Regions from separate parts of the Anser cygnoides genome. Here region 2 is linked to region 1. Evidence: chromatin contacts called from public Hi-C data. All regions are on one chromosome and are shown on one strand. The core of a region is the stretch at or near the end of the contact, and the rest is flanking DNA. Distances in the headings are between cores, read along the strand shown. Region 1 overlaps LOC136786604 (a long non-coding RNA gene). Region 2 overlaps PDXK (pyridoxal kinase).

Region 1 (4,930 bases), core at 617-3,116:
GAAAGGGATGCATTTACCTACAAATATCCAATCACCTCCTGCAAAGTGAGTTCTATTTTCTGGGCTCTCTTGGAAACAGCCCTGTAGATGGGAGCATCCCGACCATCGCACAGGAGGCATTTTCAAACCACACTAATGTGCAGTGAGGTGGAGGCTCTAAGTGCTGGTTCAGACCTTCTGGAGAAGGTCAAGACCCTGTTTAACTTCCATTAATGTCACTCCAGTCACTTTTGATGGTACTGAATAGAAAAGGGAAAAAAGGGAAAGATAAAAACAATCTTAAAAGCTTTGCAAAAATACCACATTTTTAAAGACAGACGCATTTGCTTTAAAGTGACTTTAAAGAGAAAGAAAGCATGAAAGGATAAACCTTTCTTCCCAGATTCCCAAATTCTGGGCTGGGCACTGACCGGGACATGATTCAGTGCTTGTCAGGTTCTGCTGATGTGGCCAGCGGATGCGGTCAGGTAGCAGCAGGAAGAGTGGGTCGGGAGGTGTCCCGTCAGCCCACACTTTTGGAGCAGCACAGAGCGAGCAGAACAAAAGTTGAGTTTTACCACTGCCATAACAGCTTGAAGGGTCGGAGAGAAAGGCCATGAGGAGGAGTTCATGTCCAGAAAGAAGAGAAGCAGTGGTCACAAGCTCCGAGTGACCACAAGTGCTTTATGCCATGCATAAATGTCACACCACATTTTAAATACTGGATCAGCCTTGTTCAGCCAGCTCTGGACTGGTGACAAATATGCTGCACTACTTTTTAATGTTTCCCTCAAAGGATTATCTAGCAACAAACACTGCGCTCAAAGAAGTGCTGCTGCTGCATTTCGAGATTTATTTTAACTCTTCAGAAAAACAAAATCTCTGAATCAAAACAAAAAGAGCCACGAAGGAGTGTGGGAAACTTTTTCCTAGATAAACGTGAAGTGACATTGCTGTGCTCCCTCCACCCTGACGAGGCTGCTCGGATGCCACCCGGAGAGGAAGGAGGATGTGTGGTCTAATGAGTAATGTAGGACTTCGCTACAGGGCTCTGAGTCAAGGAGCACCTCAGACAAATCGCTAATTGCCTGTGATTTACTCCCAGTTATCTGAGGAGCAGCAGCCCAGTCCTGGGAACACAGTGAGTGTTTAATCAAGCAGAGCTGGACTGCTGCTTTCAAACCCGGGCTTCCAAAGCATGCAGGATAGTTGCAGCATGTCCTTTAGCCCTCCCAGCAGCGGGGACAAGCCCCCTTTCCAAGTGCAACCTCTTGGCAACCTGCAGGGACCCCAGGCGCAGAGGGGCCAGCCCGTGCCCCCTGTGGCCATGGGGCTGGAAGGGGGTCGGCCGTCAGCTGCATGGAGCCGAGCCAAGTGAGATTTTTTTCAGGCGTCTCAGGCTGGAGGAAGGTTAGCTATTATTACTAGATAAGGCATTTTCCATCCAAATATGACATTTGAAATATTTGCCCCGTTCCCAAATAAGCATTTCTGAGAAGCCTGAACAAAAACAAAGTGTCAGGATTCATTGGTGAGACCGCTGCATGCCGCTGCAACTAACCCACCCCAACCCCCCTGCCCCTGCTCGCTTCCCCCTTTGCCTTCTTTCAAGGAAGAAAAATAAATGTTGAAATTGGAAGGCTTCCAGCAGAACTGAAATTTCATTTTCCAGCAGCCAGGCCAGGAGGGTCCCGTGGGCCCATGGGGTTGGGGGCTGCAGCCACTGCTCCAGGGGGTCCCGGACGTGGTACCAGGCAAGGTGGCAGCTCTACCTGCCCACAGAGCAGTGGGATCCACAGGGATGGGAGCGCTCGCTTTGTGCAGCTTGCTGTGGAAGCCAGTGCTCCTGGTTATGGCTTCCCTTATCGGGACTGTCCCCCACCCCCCCAGCTAGCACCCCATCTGCCTGGGGTGGTCTGCACGCACCTCTCGAGTGCAGGGCTGGGGCCTCGCGGTCAAGCATGCCCTGTGCCAGGCAGCTAGCCAGCCCTGCACTCATGCAGGGCGAGCATCCGGGGAGGATGACCCCTCTCTCTGCTCCACGAAGCTCCTGCGTGACATTTGGCCATTGCCCGCCACATCCAGGGGCAGAGTTCAGAGCCCACGCCGGTGACTCAGCACCTCGCTGCAACACCAGCACAGCGAGCCGCCAGGGCAGCGGGGAGCCGAGCCCACGGCAGGGCTCTCCCAGCCCAATAACCTCCCTGCTGCACCGCGTGCTGCAAGAGCAGGGTGAATCAGCCCGTCCCTTGAGGCTGTTAAACCAGAGGGAAGCTGCTCCTCCAGAGAGCATCCCGCACCCTGCAGATGAGGCGAGGTGAAGCAGGCACCCGGCTGCTACTGGCAGCTCTGCAGCCGCAACTCTTTGTGCCATCAGGCACCGCAGCCACGGGTGGTTTGAAGCACCATCGGTGCCAGGGCTGTGCTCTCCACCTTCGGCAGCACAAGTGCAACGCCTTCCTGTATTGCGGCGCTGTCTCCGTGCCAAGTCCTGCTCCGGCTGACGTCTGACAGAAGTCTTGTCAGATAACCCCGGGGGTCAGCGCGAGCCCGGGGAAGAAAACACCGGCAGGGAGAGTGCTCGATCGCTTGATTGCCACAGCCCTCGGCACTAGCAAGTGTGGGGCTGGAGGGAAATCTGTTGAGAAAGACGAGGTCTTGCAGGGAGCTGCAACAGCTCCCCGGGGAGGGGGCAGTGGGAAAGTGCCATAGATTCACGTTTCCTAATTAACGGCATTGCCACACGACAGAAGAAAGAGAAGTGGAGCAGCATGAAGTGGAGCCCCATTGCCCCCCCTGTGTCTTTCCTCCTGCCCTGTTCTCCTGGGTCCTGTTGTTGGGGATGCATGTATTTCTTCCTCTTACCATTTCTCCCTTGCTGCTGTCACGGTGTCTCGTGATGGGAGAGCTATGTCATGAGGCTCGATTTATTCCCTGTTGGGTTTTGTGGTGGTTCCCCAAGTTACTTTGTCTGGTAACGCCCTTCTTTGCAGCCAGAGCCCCTTCATGGCCAAGCTGAGCACCAGGACCCATCGCAGGGCATCCCCACGCAGTGGGGCTCCAACTACCTGCAGCCTCTTGGGCACCCCACGTGCTCCAAAACTTCTCCGATGCTGTCTGTCAAGAGGGTGACACAGACCGGGCATATTTAACATGACCCAGTGAGCAAAGGGGAAATACAGTTCAGTTCAGTGACAGACAGCAGTTATGGGTATGAGTATCTCTGACAAAAATGCCCCAGTGTAATTGCAGTTGTTCATTTCTCAACCCCTTTCCTCTCTTGCCGCTCTATGCTAGCAAACCAGCCCAGCTTTTCTGTCTCCTGCTCTGCTGGCTGAAGGATCTCTGACTATCTCGGTGGAGAGGGGACTCCCCTAGCACGGCTGGGCAGCGATGCCTTGTGCCACAGGGGCCGGGCCGAGCTGGGCTGCGATCCCACCCGGAGGTGCTGCAGGGAGGGGATGGCCGCCCTCCTGGGAACAGGCCGTGCTCCCTCAGCGCCCAAGGCAGTGCTGAAATGCCGCTCCTGGGGGAAGATGAATAATTTAGGAACAAACTGAAGCCTCTATTGTGTTCCGAGCAGGCTCTCATGTTTGCTTATCACGGCGACGTCTGAGCCCCTTCCTGTAATGCATTTCAGCTATCTGATGAACCTTCGTCATGTTTAGAGAAACATGATGAAGAGAAACCTAGGGTAGTCGTGAACCACTCGTGGTCCATTAAAAGCTAAGAAGCACAGATCATTTAAGAAGGGTTGTCAATGTGGTAGGCATCTCTTCCATCTGGGTCATTCGCTGAACCCACACAGACCACCGGAGCCGGTTTAGGCTCTTTTGATTTTTAAAAGTGGTTCCTGGAGCCGTTCTGGAAGGGCTTTTCCTGGACGGGCCCATGTGTCGGCACCCCTGTCCCAGGGCACGCATGTGACTCAGGGCAGCCGTTTTGATTGAGGCACGCAGGAGGAGGTACTGTGCTTTAAAATTGGAGCTGTCATTAACACTAGAGAGATTTTGTGTAAAAAAACAAAGTGTCCTGAAAACGTTAATTATCTACATAAGTGAAAATCTGTATTGGCAGTATCCTGTTTCAGGCAAAGGAGTATTAAGGCACACCACAGGTCAGGAGCAAGACCCAAACTTTAAACATAGGTACAAACAGAAGTTAAGAGTGAGACACGCTCACCTTCCCATCAGCTAAGCAAAGGGATTGCCAATCCTATGCGAAGTGCTTAATAAGAAAAGAAAGGGTGGATGAAATGCTTAAGTGCAGCTTAATCTGCACTCCATGTATTTAGTGAAAACAACACACTGACAGACGCCTTCTGAGAAGCCTCGAAACGGGATTACCGAAAGCCGGCTGGCTTACAGGAATACGCAGCGCTGCTCGGTCTCTCCATTCACTGGTAGCTGGGGGCTGGATGGAGGGAACAGCTTAGTCACCGTTAGGGGAACCAAGAGCTGAAACCTTCACCTCTCTTGCAACAGAGGAGGAGTTGTTTTTTTCTTGCCCACCACTTATGTCACAGCTTGTGTGTGGCGGACAACTCTCCCCCACTTCCCAGCAAGCTTTCCATGTCACTGAGTCAGACCATTGATGTCCCTGTGGGGAGGTGCCCGAAAATGAATATCTCACAAGGAACATTGCAAATACCTTGGCTGAACAGCCGCTGGGACAGCAGGGAGTATGTACTGATGGAGGCTGATCTTTGGGCAGCACTGCAGCCTCTGGCTGAAACTGCAGTTCTTTACAAGGCGGGGTACGGGACCTCCAGGGCCTGACGTAGTGGCCATGAGGTAAATGCCTTCACCAGAGGCCAGCCTGAAAGCTCCCTGAGGTCAAAGAAGACTCATGCTGATCCCAGTGGATTTCTACTGAGGGGTTAAGAACTTTGGGTTAGGTTTCCAGAGGTACTAAGGTGTTACTTCTCATAAGCTAAGGGTTGGTCACTCCT
Region 2 (4,930 bases), core at 1,265-3,764, 150 kb after region 1:
GAAGGAGCTATCCATTGCAGCACATACCTCCATCTTGTAATGACCCAGGGTTTGAAATAAAGGGCTTGTTACTTAATGGCTTTATGTGAGGGAGAAGGTACAAGCACTGAGGAAATCTCATGTCTGGTACAATACACACAGAGGTTTTTAATGCATGTGAAGGGGTCGCCTTCGTGATGAAAAGAGAGAGAGATGTGCTTCTCAGGGAAAAACGTGACTGGTAAAAGCCTCATTTATTCATTCCCCCCTCCTCAGCAAATTGCCTGAAAATGGATCATGAACAGTGATGCATCGTTACTGTTATCTCCTGGTATGACTCACTGTGCCATATATAGCAGCTCTTCTTTTGAGGAGAATTCTTACTCAGAGCAAGTAGGATGTGAAAGCAAATATTAAATGTCAGACTGTTATGTCACTGTTGCATTAGAATTTCTCTGGTTGTAGACAAAAATGTCTAAAAATGGCTTGAACAGTAATCCCTAATTCTATTGAACAGGTATTATCAGGCTAATAATCCTCGTTAGTTTTCTCCTGACTTGGTGTTCTTATTTTCAAAATATTTATCTCTTTTTGGGCAGCAGGAATGTGTTTGTTGATTGCACTAGCAAATTATTTCTTTCAGTATTTGGATTGCTGGTAATGCAAGGTAGCAGATGGGTTTGGAGCATGCTTTAGGATTTATTTTTTTTTTAGTTTGTCCTTTTAGAAGGTCTTTCCCTTTGATTGCCTAATTTTCCCCAAATTAATTCTCTCTGATTTCTTTCTATTCTCTTAGCACTGAGCTGTAAAGAACCTACTTGTGAAATCCAAGTATTGCTCATCACATTGATCCCATTTAAGGATTCTTCTGTCCTTTTTTTAGAAAGATTGGCTTTCTGAAATATGAGCAGCATCCTCCCTCCATATTTTGCATTCATTTATTACCTTGAAATTCAGACTGCTTTTCTTGCCAAGAAAAACTAGCCAAGGCTTTCTTCATGGCTTCTGTCATTGCTGCTGGGACAACCTCTCCATCCTTGTCCCCAGATGAACTCTTGCCTGAGGATTCAGGGCTCTGTTTTTCTGGTGTTGTTGCCAATGTCACTTTTTCCATTCTGTGCTAAAGTACTGCATTGTTTGTTTACGTTGCATGTATGTTGACTCAGCTTTCACTGTGAAACAGCACTAAAAATTTTTAAATGTGCTGTGAGAAATAAGAATGCTGTCTTATGTTTTGTGATTCCAGTAACATATTGACAAAGCTGTATTAGTAAAAGAAATATTGCTGTGTTTTATTACAGGTTTTGGGATTTGAAGTTGACACTGTGAACTCAGTCCAGTTTTCAAACCATACAGGTAAAATATTTACATGTACCTTAAAGACACCACCGCACCATCACTCAGCTGTACTCAACGTGTGGCTCAGCTTATCACATGACAGTGGAAAGGAGTTCTCTTTCACTCCCATTTTCAGGATATCAAACATAAATGTAATTTTCAAGTCTCTCAGAAGTCTGTGGATTTGGGATTAGAGCATGATATGACATGGTAATGGCCTGTTCTGCTACTTCAGAGTGTGAGTTTCTTTTATTAGGCAGTAATATAATTAGCTCAGACAGTGAGATAACATAACTACGGCCAGCTACACAGCCAGTTCTGTGAACAGGGAAGTCTTCAGTACTGCATTCTGTACTGTATGGCCCTATGATGCTCATAATCACATTACCAACCACAAACATCAGAATAATACTGAGCTAAACAAAACATTCCCACTCTTCGTGCCCATCCAGAAGGTGAGCAATTATCCTTAAATCACATTTTGGAGGGAGGGATGAGGTGTTAATACATTTGGGTGTATTTTTACTTGAGTCCTAAGCCTGAACATGAACAAAATATGATGTACTTGCATCATACTTTAATATGTTTCTTCATACTTTAATATGACTCTTTAATATGCATAGTGCTAGAAAACTTTATTTTTCAAAAGAAAGATGAAATTTCTTTATTTAAAAAAACTTTTCGCCTGTAAAGGAGCTCCAAGTGCCTTGCTATTTTTGAATCAATGAAGGCACATCTACTTTAATGGTGGTGGCAGATTGTTTGAGGGGAGATGTACTCTAGGTAAAATCAAGGAACAAATCTTGACTTCAGTGACTTAGAAAAGAGCAAAGTGGTTTCTGACAAAAAAAAAAAAAAGACAAATACTTACATAATATCCTAGTCTCTTAGAGGTACAACTGTATTAATCAGCTGCTAAATTTTGGAACAGAGAGGAACAGAGAGCAGATCGGGAAGCCTCTGTTCTCTCTTAGCATGTTCATTTCCAGGCAGCTTTCAAAAGCTTGTAAGATGTTCCTATCATGGAAGGAATTTCATATCAGCAGGGTTTCACCCTGGAAAAAGGAAACAAATACTTCAAAGGTAGGTAGAAAGCCATCTCTTCTTGTTGAGGAAAGGCATGAAAGAAGTAATAATTAAACAAAGACTTGGGGGTTCTTCCTGGCTCAGGCAAAAAGCTATTTATTCTGCTTGCAACCTTTGGCACAGTACAAAGGTTTGATCATGCTTTGAGAGATCTTTTGATCAACCTATTTCATTAATGTATTTAGTTTTGGAGTTTGAGATTTTGTTATTTTGTTTTCTTTTGTTTCATTTTTGATAGCTGGGTAAAACTGTTGTAATCGTCCAGGAATTAAGCATTTTTTTCACCTGAAGTAATAACTAAAAACTGAAAATGGATTAGCACCTGTCATTTGTTGGCTTTCAGTTTTAAGAATAAAACAACTTCATAGGGCATTAAAAGAGCTTATATTGGACCAAAAACTGAATGTGTCTAAAGGTAGGTAAATTACATTACCAGTAGGATGACCAGACAATGAAGATTGTAGAAGGAACAATAAATTAGCAATTTATTTATTTATTTATTTATTTATTTATTTAGAAGGCCTAAATGAACCTCCAAAAACTAAAAATGTCTCTGAGATCACAAGCCTTTAAAATATTTGGAACTTTTAATTTGTCTTCTGGAATTTAGGAGTTATGTTATCAGTTTGGTTTTTTTTTCTTTAGTCTTGATTGTCTTAGTAAATGTGGTAAAAAAAAAAAAGCAAAACAACAAAGACTGGTGCACAATCTCTTGACTTTGGGAAACAAAGTTTTCAGAAGAAAATCAAAATACAGTAAGTCCTTGGCACTTGTCAAGAGTAAATAAAAGGAGGTTCTATTTAGAAGATTTGGTTATTTGGATGAAAAAAGAAGGAATGGAAAAGAAAGGAAGGGGATGTATTCTCTTTTATGACATGTCTAGTTTTCTAGCACTCGTTTTTCCATGAAATCTTTTCCACCCTTTCTGAAGTCGTAGATTCTAAGCCCAGTTTTGCAAAGCCAAAGGGCTTTGCACGTTCCCTGTGCTAGAGGAACATCCAGTGCTGTCCTCACGGAGACTTTTGTCCAGCCTGAACATTTATTTATGCATGCCTGCACACAAGTCAATGTACGTGCAGCCTGTGCTACTGCTGGGACTAGTGAACAGGATGTGCTGTGTTGGGCTGTGACTTGCGTCTGGAGCAGTGCCACAACACACAGGGATCATGTGCTGGATAAGCTGGGAAGAAAACTGGTGATTTACTTAGGAGAACAACATCTTATGAGAAACTTTGCTGTGGTCATGATTAAAGCTGAAGAGTAAACTTGTGCTTCAAAGTCTAGCTGGGAACGCTGGTTTCTAAAAGAGTGCAACATGCCAGAGGGGGCAAAGGTAGCAAAGTGTGTGACGTGGTGTTTGGACATGGCCTTCTTTCTTTCCTCATCTCCATCTTTAAACTTGGTCATGTCAGCGAAAGATAAAACACAGGGAGAATTCATGACTAACAGGCCTTCTTCAGTGAATCATTATAGCTCTTTTTTTGCCCTGTTTTTAAATGATTAAGATACCTCAGGGCTATTTCTGCTGACTTCTGCTCAGAAAATTCAGCCTTCTTTAGTCTCTGATAATCCTGAAATTCGGAAAATGTGTTTTAAGTCAGCTCCCCTGGGAGAACAGTTTGTCATATTGCTTGGTGAGGAACTTTTACGCTATGATTAGAGTGACTCACCCTTGAATGGCATCGTGCTTCTTGTACAAATAAAAAAAAAAAAAGCTGTCATGCAACCTACAGAGATTTTGGGCTTTTTATTCTATTACTGTTTTGTTTGCAAAAGCATCTCATTGCCTAATGTGCAAAAATAAAAATCTAGGTTGTCTTTTTTTGACTCCATCATTGTTTATTTTTGGGGGGTGCATCTTTAATTCTTAAGTGATTTGTATTTTTGTTAATAATAAGCATATTATGTGCTTACTTAGCCATCTAAATCTTACCTTTAAGTTGTTCCAGAACAAATAGCCTGTTCCCACCCCCCTTTTTTTTTTAAAGCAAAACATTTTTGTCTTCCACTTAGTGGGTGTGTAGTGCGTGGTTGGATTGATTGGTAGGTCTGATACATGAGAAATTATAATTATATCTTGTTGATGTGATTCTTCACAGTCTGCCACCCATATGCACTCATTCACGCCTGTGATGTGTGGGACAAAAAGAAAAAAAGCCCCACTTTTGCCTAACAGTGGTAATATTTTCCTCCCACATTGACCAGCTGTAAATAATCCTCTAGTTCTGTCCAGGGGGGAATTACGTACTCTGTTTCTGGTTCTGTTGAAGCCCTCCTGATAGCTGAAGATTTAAGTAATGTTTTTAGACCAGGTTATCTGCAGAGTTTGCATGTGAATTTTGTGGCACAGCTGAAACCAGATTGCTTGCCCGCCATGTGCCTTAAACACTACATCTTTCTTCCTTTTCCCCATGTAAAATACTTGGTTATTGAAGCCCGTCGGAACAGATTTGCAGGGAGCACCACAGGAGAACTCAAACCTCAGAACAGAATGTTTCGCGTTGGAGAACAAAGACATCTTACACGC

Evidence for each region. A called contact is a pair of places that touch in the nucleus more often than the background predicts.
Region 2: a contact with region 1 is called in a Hi-C map of liver, with 9 times the contacts expected there. The contact joins two enhancer-like sites. A contact is called at or near these places in 2 of 7 Hi-C or Micro-C datasets (both in liver).

Annotation. Positions count from the first base shown.
Region 1 is chr1:118,147,100-118,152,029 of Taihu_goose_T2T_genome, forward strand. All of the region lies in intron 1 of LOC136786604 (a long non-coding RNA gene), which reads left to right. Among named protein-coding and RNA genes, the nearest start is that of SIK1, 18 kb to the left of the region's middle. Within about 2 kb of position 1,867, at least 1 of the 3 cell types and tissues checked has open chromatin away from gene starts, as enhancers often do. A contact at or near this core is called in liver, where this site is marked.
Region 2 is chr1:118,295,722-118,300,651 of Taihu_goose_T2T_genome, forward strand. PDXK (pyridoxal kinase) reads left to right here. Exons shown (of 11, transcript XM_066979637.1): 2 at 1,281-1,335. It also overlaps the pseudogene LOC136786600. Among named protein-coding and RNA genes, the nearest start is that of PDXK, 22 kb to the left of the region's middle. Within about 2 kb of position 2,515, at least 1 of the 3 cell types and tissues checked has open chromatin away from gene starts, as enhancers often do. A contact at or near this core is called in liver, where this site is marked.